Linked DNA regions of Mus musculus: region 2 is linked to region 1. The links are chromatin contacts, called in public HiChIP or PLAC-seq maps. All regions are on one chromosome and are shown on one strand. The core of a region is the stretch at or near the end of the contact, and the rest is flanking DNA. Distances in the headings are between cores, read along the strand shown. Region 1 holds the start of Alx1 (ALX homeobox 1). Region 2 overlaps Lrriq1 (leucine-rich repeats and IQ motif containing 1).

Region 1 (4,953 bases), core at 1,390-3,889:
ACTTCCGTTTAACTAGTGCATAGTTAGGACAATATATATATATATATATATATATATATATATATATATATATATATATATATATTGTTTACTCTAGGTACGCTTAGAAATGAAAAGCACAAAAATACAAAAATAAACAAGATAAAATTTAAAACAACAGTTTGCATTCTGTCAAGAGTTATGTCAATTTTAATAATTTACTTGAGATCGGAGTTCAAGCTTGCAGCATGACAGGAAACATATATTGCATCATAAAAATTTACAGACAGATACAACGAACATAAGGAAATAGTGCAGTTTGGGCTTGTGTTGTTGTTGTTGTTGTCGTTGTTTTGTAAGAAAAACAAAGTTAACCCAACCAGAAGAGTGATTTCCCAGGACTCATCTATTCTTATTTGCTTCTTTAAAAGAGGGTGGGGGGTGGTGGGGGGGAGGGGGATTCCTCTTAACTGTTTGAAGAACCTTTTTATGTGTTCCACGAATACATTGAATTTTATTGTCTACATAACATATATTGCACATCGATTTTATGCAAAGGAGGATGTGCTGTAAAAATAAATATGAAGACAGCTATGACTGATCAACAATAAGGTTTTGTCTTCGCAGACAAGAGTTAAAACCCGGGAACTGCGGCAATTAGAGGGGGGAGGGGAAGCCGCAAAGACGCTGGGGGCAGGACTGGAGAAAGACCGCTTTTTCTTCAACGTAGCCGATAACCATCCTTGTTCATTTTATTCCATATTTTCCAGTTAAAAATTCTTCCCAACAGGGTGATGAACATTTAAAAGTAAATGAAGCACTCCAAACCAATCACCATTCCTCTTTTCCTTTTCCCCGACAATTTAAAGCACGGTGGGGTTTCTCTAGCAGTTAACGCAGGCCACTACAAAACCATTTGTAAAAATCCTGTCAGTTCAAATAACTTCAGGCACGCATCTAAGAGAGCCGAAAACACTTAACACCACCGAAATGAAGCCAGGAAGCCAAAAAGTTCTTGTATGTAATATTGGTTGTTCCAGTCTTTCCAAATAAACGATTGAAATCCACTAAAAAAAAAACACGGGCATTTATTATGTGCATTTTTTGTTCTAACCGGCCAAGTCAAAAGTCGCCCTCTGCACTGAATAAAACGAGTAGAATGTGAGATTCGTTTAAAATCTGTATAGAGTGTTGTGCGAATCAGCTCCCGAAAGTGAAAAGGTCTTGCCAGATTTTTGAACCTCCATTAAAATAGGGGGCGGTGGCTTGTTGTAAATATTTCACACTTAATTCGTTTGTTGTTTTAAAGCGCCCCGCTTCTTTCCTTGCCATTTAAGGGCGGCGTATACACCATGATAAGGAAAAGTCCTCTTAGAATCATAAACCTGTTTTAACTGTCGGGATGTGAAATGATAGGGATTGCACTGGGCTACAAGATAGAAAAAGATAGATGGTTTGTTTTGATAACATTTTGACTTGGAGATAGTCTGGCATTCAGAGTTGAAGATTCTGTCCAGAAACACTCCGAAAGGCTCCTTAGGTGACATTTTATGTGGAAGAAGAAAAACAGACAATGCAGAATCCCCAAGTGAGTGGTTTTTATCCGGAATGCTTTGCCCAAAAGCTAAAATGATTAGGTTTTTTACCAAAATGTATGTTTGCTCATCACAAACGCAATAAAGAAGTAAAGAAAATCGGCAGAAACTTAAGTTCACACAAGCTAATATATATATAGCAACAGAGAAATACAATAAAAATGTCGTCACTCCTAGGACATTAAAAACGGTTTCGTAGCTTCCCACTCATGCACACATAAAAGAGCTCAAAGATTTTGGTTTTCCTGACCACTATGACATCTAGTGATGGATTTCACATCCCCGAGCCCCGGCATCCTGGAGGGTTCACAGCGGTGGTGCGGTATTTTAACTCAATTATGACTTATTTGGAGTCCTGTTAACCTACACTGTGATCCTGGTCAGATCCTTCTTGTCCAGTTGTGAACTCTATCCGAAAGTGAAATAGAATCCGGCAGGATTTAGCTCTGGACCCCGGCCGGTTGCGGGAGTCCCAGAGTGCGCGGCGCCCGGTCCCCAGCAATCTGGATTCCTCTTGCCACATTTCTTTACTTCGACCCGCACCGTACCTCACTTCGGGGAAGGATGGCTGAGACTGGGGCTCAGTTTGGAGCCCTGGTCAGGCCGCTAGGGAGTAGGGATTAGGATGGGGTTGGGGGCTGGAGGTCAGCCGGGGTGCTGGTGACTTACCGCTGCTGTCCTGACAGGGCGAAGTCCTGTCCAGGCGCACGTGATGCTCCGCTCGCGGCAGCGGCCCGAAGGCCTGCACGCATTTGCCAGCCGTCGCTTTGCCGTAAAAGGACTCATTGTCCAGCGTCTCCATAACGTGCTCCAACGCGCCTCCTGTGCCCATGTAAAAGTCACTGTTTTTACTTGGCGGGCTCTTCAGGGCAAACTTCTCGCTCAGAAACTCCATAATCCTGGAAAGGCTGTCCGCGAGCTCTCCGGGGCGTGCGGAGGCTGGAGGGCGCGGAGGGAGGAGGGAGCAGTGGGCGGGAGTAGGGAGGGTCAGAGAGGAGGGAAAGGGGAAGCGAGACCTGCGACGCCAGGAGCTGCCCAGCTCCCAGACTCTTAATACGTCCCGGCTGCAGAAGGGGCACCCGAAGTTGCTTTTATATCTTGAAACTCAGCTGGGCTCCTCCGGCAACCTCCCAGTCCTAATGAATATGAAAATAGGCAAGGACTAACTCCACCCCAGGCCCCCTCCTCCCCCACCCCACCCCCATCTTCCCTCCTTACCCAGGGTAGGGCGCGTCCCCGGCCTAGTTCAGACAGACAGTTCCATTTCAGACAAATGCCAGGAGAGACAAGGACACCCAGAATCGTAGTCGCCTCGACAGTGGGACTGGCATTGCCGAGGAGCCTGGTGAGAACGCAGAGCGGTTAACGCTCCACTCCCAGAGGCCTTGCCGGGCCATCTCCCCCACCCCCGCTACCCCCCACCCCCACTCCCCCAACACCCGCTGTACACCCCGCCCCCACCCCAGCCACTCACTCCCAGAAGATTTAGAGGCATCTTAAGAACTTGAAAGGAAGTATTGCTCTAAAGAGCTTTTATTTCATCCGTAAATCGTTTACATGGAAGATCCACATTAATCTGAGCCCAAGACGCCGGATACAGCGGCGGCTGTTAACCGGCTTGCTGGAGGTAAAGGGGCCGAGGTTGCCTCTAACCTAAAAGGCTGGCGTCGTGGCGGCCGCAGCGCTCTCCCTTACAAGGCCCTGGCCTTCTCGTTTGCTGTCGGATGCACCGGAGTAAGGATGCAGTGGCATCTAACGGAATGGAAGGTTGAGGGAGAGTCTTTGAATATTTGATTTTACCAATACCAAACAATAACCACCTCATTCTTGGTCCACACGAATCATTAGGACAAAATGTATTGTTGTTGTTGTTGTTATTATTATTACTATTATTGAAAATTCATAGAGACAAGTGGCCCTGAAACCCCTTTCTTAGTGGAGGTCAGAGGAACTCATCACGCAAAACAGCGTTGGGAGATGAATGCGGTCAGAGTGTTTTAACAAAAGTTGTACTATATACAGGTTTCAAGAGTTGGGGCGGTGCCTTCGAAAAGAGTGTTGCAGAAGCTAGTGGCTCCGCGGACTGGGGTTGGACTCACAGTTGCGGACCCAAAACCCTTCCTTGGTCCAGCTGACCGGGATGCTAGCGAAGGTAAAACGGCGCTTTGGAGATGAAAACCATTCTGCTTGGCCTTGTGCCCCACTTCAGCTTCTGAGGAGCCCGAGGCGTCTGAGGCGGGGGAGGGAAAAAAAAGAGTTCCTTGCCTTGGGCACACTCAAGAAGCCATTTGCAATAGATCAGCCAAGCTTGCAAATTTGGTGAAACTCCCCTACAAATTATGGACAAGGGAGGTCTCTGCCCACCGATCCTGACATAACCTTCCTCTCTCACCACAGAGGCCTTCCACAGCGGCTGCCCCTTTTCTCCGGGTTACGTTGGCAATTACAGCAGAGCCTTAGTCACTTCGGGTAACCTCGCCGCTGCGGGTGGCCTAGCCCTTTTCAGTCGGGTGTCTGTCCGCCAAGGTTCGGAAATTTCCACATTCTTCTTCGTCCTCGATCCACAGGTGGGACCCTCATTGACGCCCGACCTGGACACAGCTTGCGAGCAAAGATCCCAGGCACAATGTTCTGCACAACTGTTGCTTAGCACTGCCCCAAAGGCGGGGCTGCCAGTGAAAAATGAAGATTCCATCCGACAGGACCTGAGAAAAAGTGTCAGGAGCAGCAGCCATGTTCACCCGGTTCACCACATTTCCTCCCCAAGAACGGACCCTTTGCTGAGCTACCACCAATTGACACCGTTTTGCCTTTTAACGGGTTCTATGATATTTTTAATTGTTTTCTCCGGAGCCTTGAGATAGCACCATCAACAATGAACTGACGAACTTCCAAGAGTGCGGGGGGGGGGGGGGGGGAGGTTAAAGAAAAGCAGGGACTGTCCTGGGCTCTAGCGGAAGGGGAGTCAGGGCTCTAAGATGGGCATTCTCCGAAGTGCGAGGCGTTGCTTGCTCCACCTTCTCTGGGGTGGCCTGCAAGTGGGGAGGAAAAACCCAGGAAATGTGTGCATCAAGTTTGCTTACAAAGAGAGAAGCTGTATTCTTCTTGACCCTTTATCAGATTGTTCCTGGTGGAAGGTAGACTGAGTTGAGTTGGCCACTCATTCCTTGTTAGCTTGGTCAGTTTGCAGGATCTCCCTTTTAAATCTATCTTACCTCTAAATATTCTGAAAGTCTGCTTTGCCCTAATAAACGCGAGAAAGAGGAAAGAAACAAACAACCTTTGATGGGTCTTTCAAATATTCACAGCGGCAAGCGCTCCTATGACTGATGAAGAACTATGCAGAGAATTCTCAGTTATAAACGTAGCTATGTCATGG
Region 2 (4,933 bases), core at 1,226-3,725, 110 kb after region 1:
GTTTATAAACGCTATGCTGAAATTATCAATCAGCACCTGGCTCCTTTCTGAGGTATCTGTGGCTTAAGGTACTATGAGATTTGGGAGATTTTGTTTGTTTGTTTGTCTGTTTTTACAAAAATTCACTATGTATTAGCAATGATCAATGCACAGACGTGCCATAGCACAGGGAGCATGTGTTGTATAAGCCATTCACATATCTGGAGAAATCTCAATATATGTCTAAGTCAATTTGAGAAGGTATAATTCCAGAAGCTTATATTACAAACTCAGTTTTGATTCACTACCTTAATGCCATTATTCTCACACAAAATATCATAAAAACGTAGTCATTGTGGATTTTTTTTTTAATGCCAGGGTCTCATATAGCCTAGGGTAGTCGCAAACATTTTGGATAGCCTTTAGCATCAACCTACTTGCCTCTACCTTCTGTGGGGATTTCAACCATACACAAATACGCACAGTTTTGTGAGCTGTTGGCTTCTGGCCCCAAGGCTTCTTGAGAATAAAACAAAGATTCCTCATGCTGACCAACTGTGTTCGCTACTTTTATATTGTTGTAATAAGACACCAAGACCAAAAGCAACTTAAGAAAGACAGGGTTTATTTTAGCTTATGGTTCCTAAGGGATAAGACCTCATTAGTGCAGACCAGAGTCATGGCAATCAACAGTGGCCATGGTCACAGGGGCAGGGTACTGGGAGCTCACATCTTGAACCAAATGCACAACACGGAGAGGCAAGATTTAAAAACCTCCTCTCCCTACGTGAGTTCTCTACACCCTAAACATCTCCAAACAGTGTTATCAACTGGGGATCAAGGGTTCCAATGCCTGAGACTGTGGGGACACTTCTGACTCAAACTGCTACAGTCAATTCCCTAGGCATAGTGTTATGTCTAGATATCATTTGAAATTAATACATTCAACTTCAAATGTTTTCACAGGTTTTTACAGTTCTAATACTGCTTGAAAGTTCAAAGTCTCTTCTGTTGATTCAAGGCAATCTCTTAATTGCAACCTTTTGTAAAATAAAAACACAAATTACATACTTCCATCATACAATGACATAGAAATATATGTGTGAATATATATATATATATATATATATATGTATGTATGTATGTATTTAGAAATATATATATATATATATATTTCTAAAAAGGAAGACTGGGGGCATAGCAAAGTAATACTAGCAAGACTGGATCCAAGCAAGGCAAACACCAAATCCTACAGCTTCATGTCTGCTGTTCAGTACTTTCATTTCAAAGGGCTAGGTAGATCTTTCCCTGCAGCTTTGCCCCCTGCAACATACATCTGTCTCTGGATGGCTCTGTTCCCATGGCTCCATTCCCTACACATAGCCCTTCTTGGCAGATAGTCCACAGCCAATATCTTAGAGCATCCTCTGAAGTCAGACTCACTCTAATACATTCACACAATGGTCTTCCCACCCCCCCCCCTTTTCAGGGTCTTCATATAGGAACTCCTTTGTCACATTCTTAGCATGAGACCATGGAGTGAAAATCCAGACTCTCTTGTGTCCATCATGTCTCTAAGACCAGCACCACTGGGAAAACACTGCTAAGTTTGGATTGGGATGGACTCTGGCCTCTTGAACCACATTAACACCAATATTTGTTTGCATATACAAGTACTAATTTAAATTTAACTTCCCAAATATAAATCTGCAATTTACTAAAGATCCACAAAGCCAAAAATACATAATTTTCAATGTTTATTCATAACTTTAATGTTGAATCAGGTGCCAGATATGTTAGTGGATTCTGGAAATTTTATAGGTAGAGAGACTCAACTGCTTTATAATTCAGAGTGAATTCTATTATTGTTTTTGAAGCACAACAGAGTAGTATTTGACTCAAATTCTTATTATTTCTAGACGTTTCGACATAAATAAAGTAAATCTTAAGTAAATCTCATTTTGCTCAGGTTTTGTCATTCTTGATCATTCTTGATCTCTCTTATTTAAAAATTCATTAGCTGTATTATTATTTTGGAAGCCCCTTTCCCACAACTCTTCATCCCCTTAAAGCACATAAAATGAGTGTGTTAAAATATTCTGCATTGCTTAATTCTAGGATATGATTTAATAATACAAAGTTGGCTTAAGCCTGTTTTATTGAAAGTAAAGCTAGCAACTACCCACTGAACAAGAATCATATACTTGATACATTCAGGAATTAAAAGAGCTGGTGAATCATTTTGATCCTTCTGTGTCACTCTTTCTTCAAAAAATATAGACCTGCTTTCACCTTTTTTTAATTATAAAAGCAAGTCCAACATGTATAAATTTGATATACAGATAGAAACATGCATTCTACACTTTCTACCCTTAGATTTTGCCAGCGTCTATGCACCCAAGTCTCTCCACTTAGAGCTTCTAAGGCGTGCTAGGCATCAAAACCAGCCACCCACTCCCTTTCCCTAGCCTGCTCATCTAGTCTTACTTCCAAATATGCTCGCTCCCCTCAGGTTATTGACCCAGCATGTTTTCAATAGACTTGGGCCTCTCGCCTTACATACGGTGTTCTTTATGGCGGTTCTGAATCTTAAACTTCCCTCAGTATCTGATAACTCCAGTTCTGGTCACCAAATTCTGAAATCTCTTTTGCGTGGAGGAGGACAGCAAAACAAACTGACAGACAATACACGGAACAGGACTAGTCACTACTGTTTTAGCTGATGTCAATCACAAGGAGAGAAAATTACTTACTAGGTAAAACAAAAACAACCCAGATCCAAATGTCAACTAAGTAAACAATAATAAAGTCACAAAATTTTAGACTGCCTATCAAGACCACCAAGCAATTCCTCTACCATCTTTCCATTCTTCCCTCTTCAGCTTCTCTTTATCTTTTTTCTATGCAAATAATATTTAGTAACAAAGAAGTAAGATGAAATAAACCAGGCTTGCTTCGGAGGCCTGCAATCTCAGCTAGGCAAGACACTGGATCCTGCTGCTCTTCAAAGCAGACAGCCTGATTTATACCAGCAGGTTTCATCAGCACTGGGGTTTCCCTAACCTCTGTCCACAAACTTTGCTCCCTTGTTGCTCCTCAACTCTGTTTCTTGATTAACCAGTTTCTTCGGCAGTTTTTATTCCCCATCTCTTGGCAATTTATTCCATCACCCACCGCTGTCTGAAATCGGTGGACTTTCTGCCTCTGCCATGTTTTCATTTTTGCATTAAATAGATATTTTCAATTCATATTTCTTGGCCAATACAAACATATAAAAATACGAACGGGAAATATGAAGTATTTTCTCTTGATCAGCCATGACTGGTATTTAATGTTCCTCTACTCTGTATGAATGCTAGGCCTCCTTGAGGACAGCTCTGTTAGAATGCAGAATAGAGTCGACTCCATTTTCTTACCAGATCCTGTCTCTGATATCCATCCTGACACCCTCAGCCAACAGAACTAGCGATTCTTACAGTACTTTTGTGGACAATGCTGCCCTCTCATGGCTTCCAATTTTCACGTTGGCAAACTTTCTGTATAAGATGTGCTTAGTATCCCCATTAATATGTTAACTCTCCTAAGTAAACATTTTCAGGTTTAGCGGAGTGTAGATATTTAAGTAAATACTTAAGATTTGTTTTAGAACATCAGTGGCTAAAATTTTAAATCATGGTTATTTTCAAGTAAATTAATGACACCTCACCATGAAAACTGGAAAGGTAAAATGGCTTGATTAAATTTTAATTTCTAAAAGAAATCCCATCACAATCTGAGTAAATTATCATCAAATAATTTACTCTGAGATGAACATAACATAAGTGCCATGAACATAATAGAAGATAAATAAAATAAAATATAAATAAATTCACTCAGGATGCTCTCTCTCTCTCTCTCTCTCTCTCTCTCTCTCTCTCTCTCTCTCTCTCTCCCTCCCTCCCTCCCTCCTCTCTCTTTCTTCTCATTTTTTTTTGAGGGGATGGGGTGTCCAAGACAGGGTTTCTCTAATCCACCTGTGTCTGCCTCCCAAGTGCTGGGATTAAGGGCGTGCGCCACCACTGCCTGGCTTATTCTCATTTTTAACCCTCTCTTATTCTAACTGATTTGTCTACTGTCTGGAGGGTATAGAGGAGAACCATGAGAACCATAAAAGGCTCATCAGTAAATTCTGTATTTAGGCAGTCAGATTTTAAAGTCAAATTGATTTTGTGTCTTTAATTTATTGATGTTAAAAAAAGAAAGAAAGAAAATCTACAACAAATCTGTGACAAAGTGATTTAAAATCCCCCCTCCCGCCCCCGTGGTAAATTGTCTATTGGGATTTTGCAGACAGTTGATGATCTCCATCTAAAACATCACAATTGTACAATTGTCACCTACGACTTTACCTAACACGTTATGCTTATTCAGCATTGCCAAAACATTAAGTTAAAAATGGAGTTACAAGTTTCACTGTGGGTTTTTCCCTTTCTATTTTTGACCCTATCATGCCCCCTTGTGACTGATAAAAGAAACTTTTTTTTTTTCCTTAATTATATCTAGGTGTGACCACAAATGCAAAACAAGTAAGTAAAAGAGCAAGAAAGGAAAAGTTACAACTATGTCAATATTGCTTGGTGAATCCTTTGCTGAAACATATTTAACAGGCTAATTGATCAAAATTTCTCACATAAAGTTTTGATGATATCGGCAGGAAGAATGGCCTTCTGAATGGCAGAATCCTGTACAAATTCTATTGACATAAACGTTTTCTCAGTTCTCACTGTGGGAGGGGACTGCAAACATGGTGTTATTTCTTTTTGAAGAAGACCTAGCAGAAATAGGCATGGAATTTTGACTGGGTCAGTTCTCAACCTTATTTTGCCTTTGAACTTGGGGAGTTCCATATACTTTTGTATTATTCGTAAAATAGCTCCTTCTGAAATTCATGTAGAAGGATAATGAAACAAACCAA

Evidence for each region. HiChIP or PLAC-seq counts read pairs in DNA pulled down with a chosen protein or histone mark.
Region 2: an H3K4me3 HiChIP or PLAC-seq map of craniofacial prominence shows a contact between it and region 1, with 5 times the contacts expected there. The contact joins the enhancer-like site here to the promoter of Alx1 in region 1. A contact is called at or near these places in 2 of 39 promoter capture datasets (cranial neural crest and frontonasal cranial neural crest), 4 of 484 Hi-C or Micro-C datasets (embryonic fibroblasts, nephron progenitors and palatal mesenchyme), 1 of 115 datasets of contacts at active chromatin or transcription factors (craniofacial prominence) and 2 of 9 other capture datasets (adipose tissue and pancreatic islet).

The regions. Positions count from the first base shown.
Region 1 is chr10:103,026,138-103,031,090 of GRCm38.p6, forward strand. It overlaps Alx1 (ALX homeobox 1), which reads right to left and starts at 2,640. Exons shown (of 4, transcript NM_172553.4): 1 at 2,244-2,640. The coding sequence starts at 2,469. It overlaps Gm34298, which reads left to right and starts at 2,848. Exons shown (of 4, transcript XM_006514426.1): 1 at 2,848-2,919; 2 at 3,064-3,201; 3 at 3,597-3,726; 4 at 3,972-4,953. The coding sequence starts at 2,848. The coding sequence ends at 4,438.
Region 2 is chr10:103,138,291-103,143,223 of GRCm38.p6, forward strand. The region is part of intron 22 of Lrriq1 (leucine-rich repeats and IQ motif containing 1); the gene reads right to left. Among named protein-coding and RNA genes, the nearest start is that of Gm25376, 20 kb to the left of the region's middle. Within about 2 kb of position 2,476, at least 6 of the 459 cell types and tissues checked have an H3K27ac peak or open chromatin away from gene starts, as enhancers often do. A contact at or near this core is called in craniofacial prominence, where this site is marked.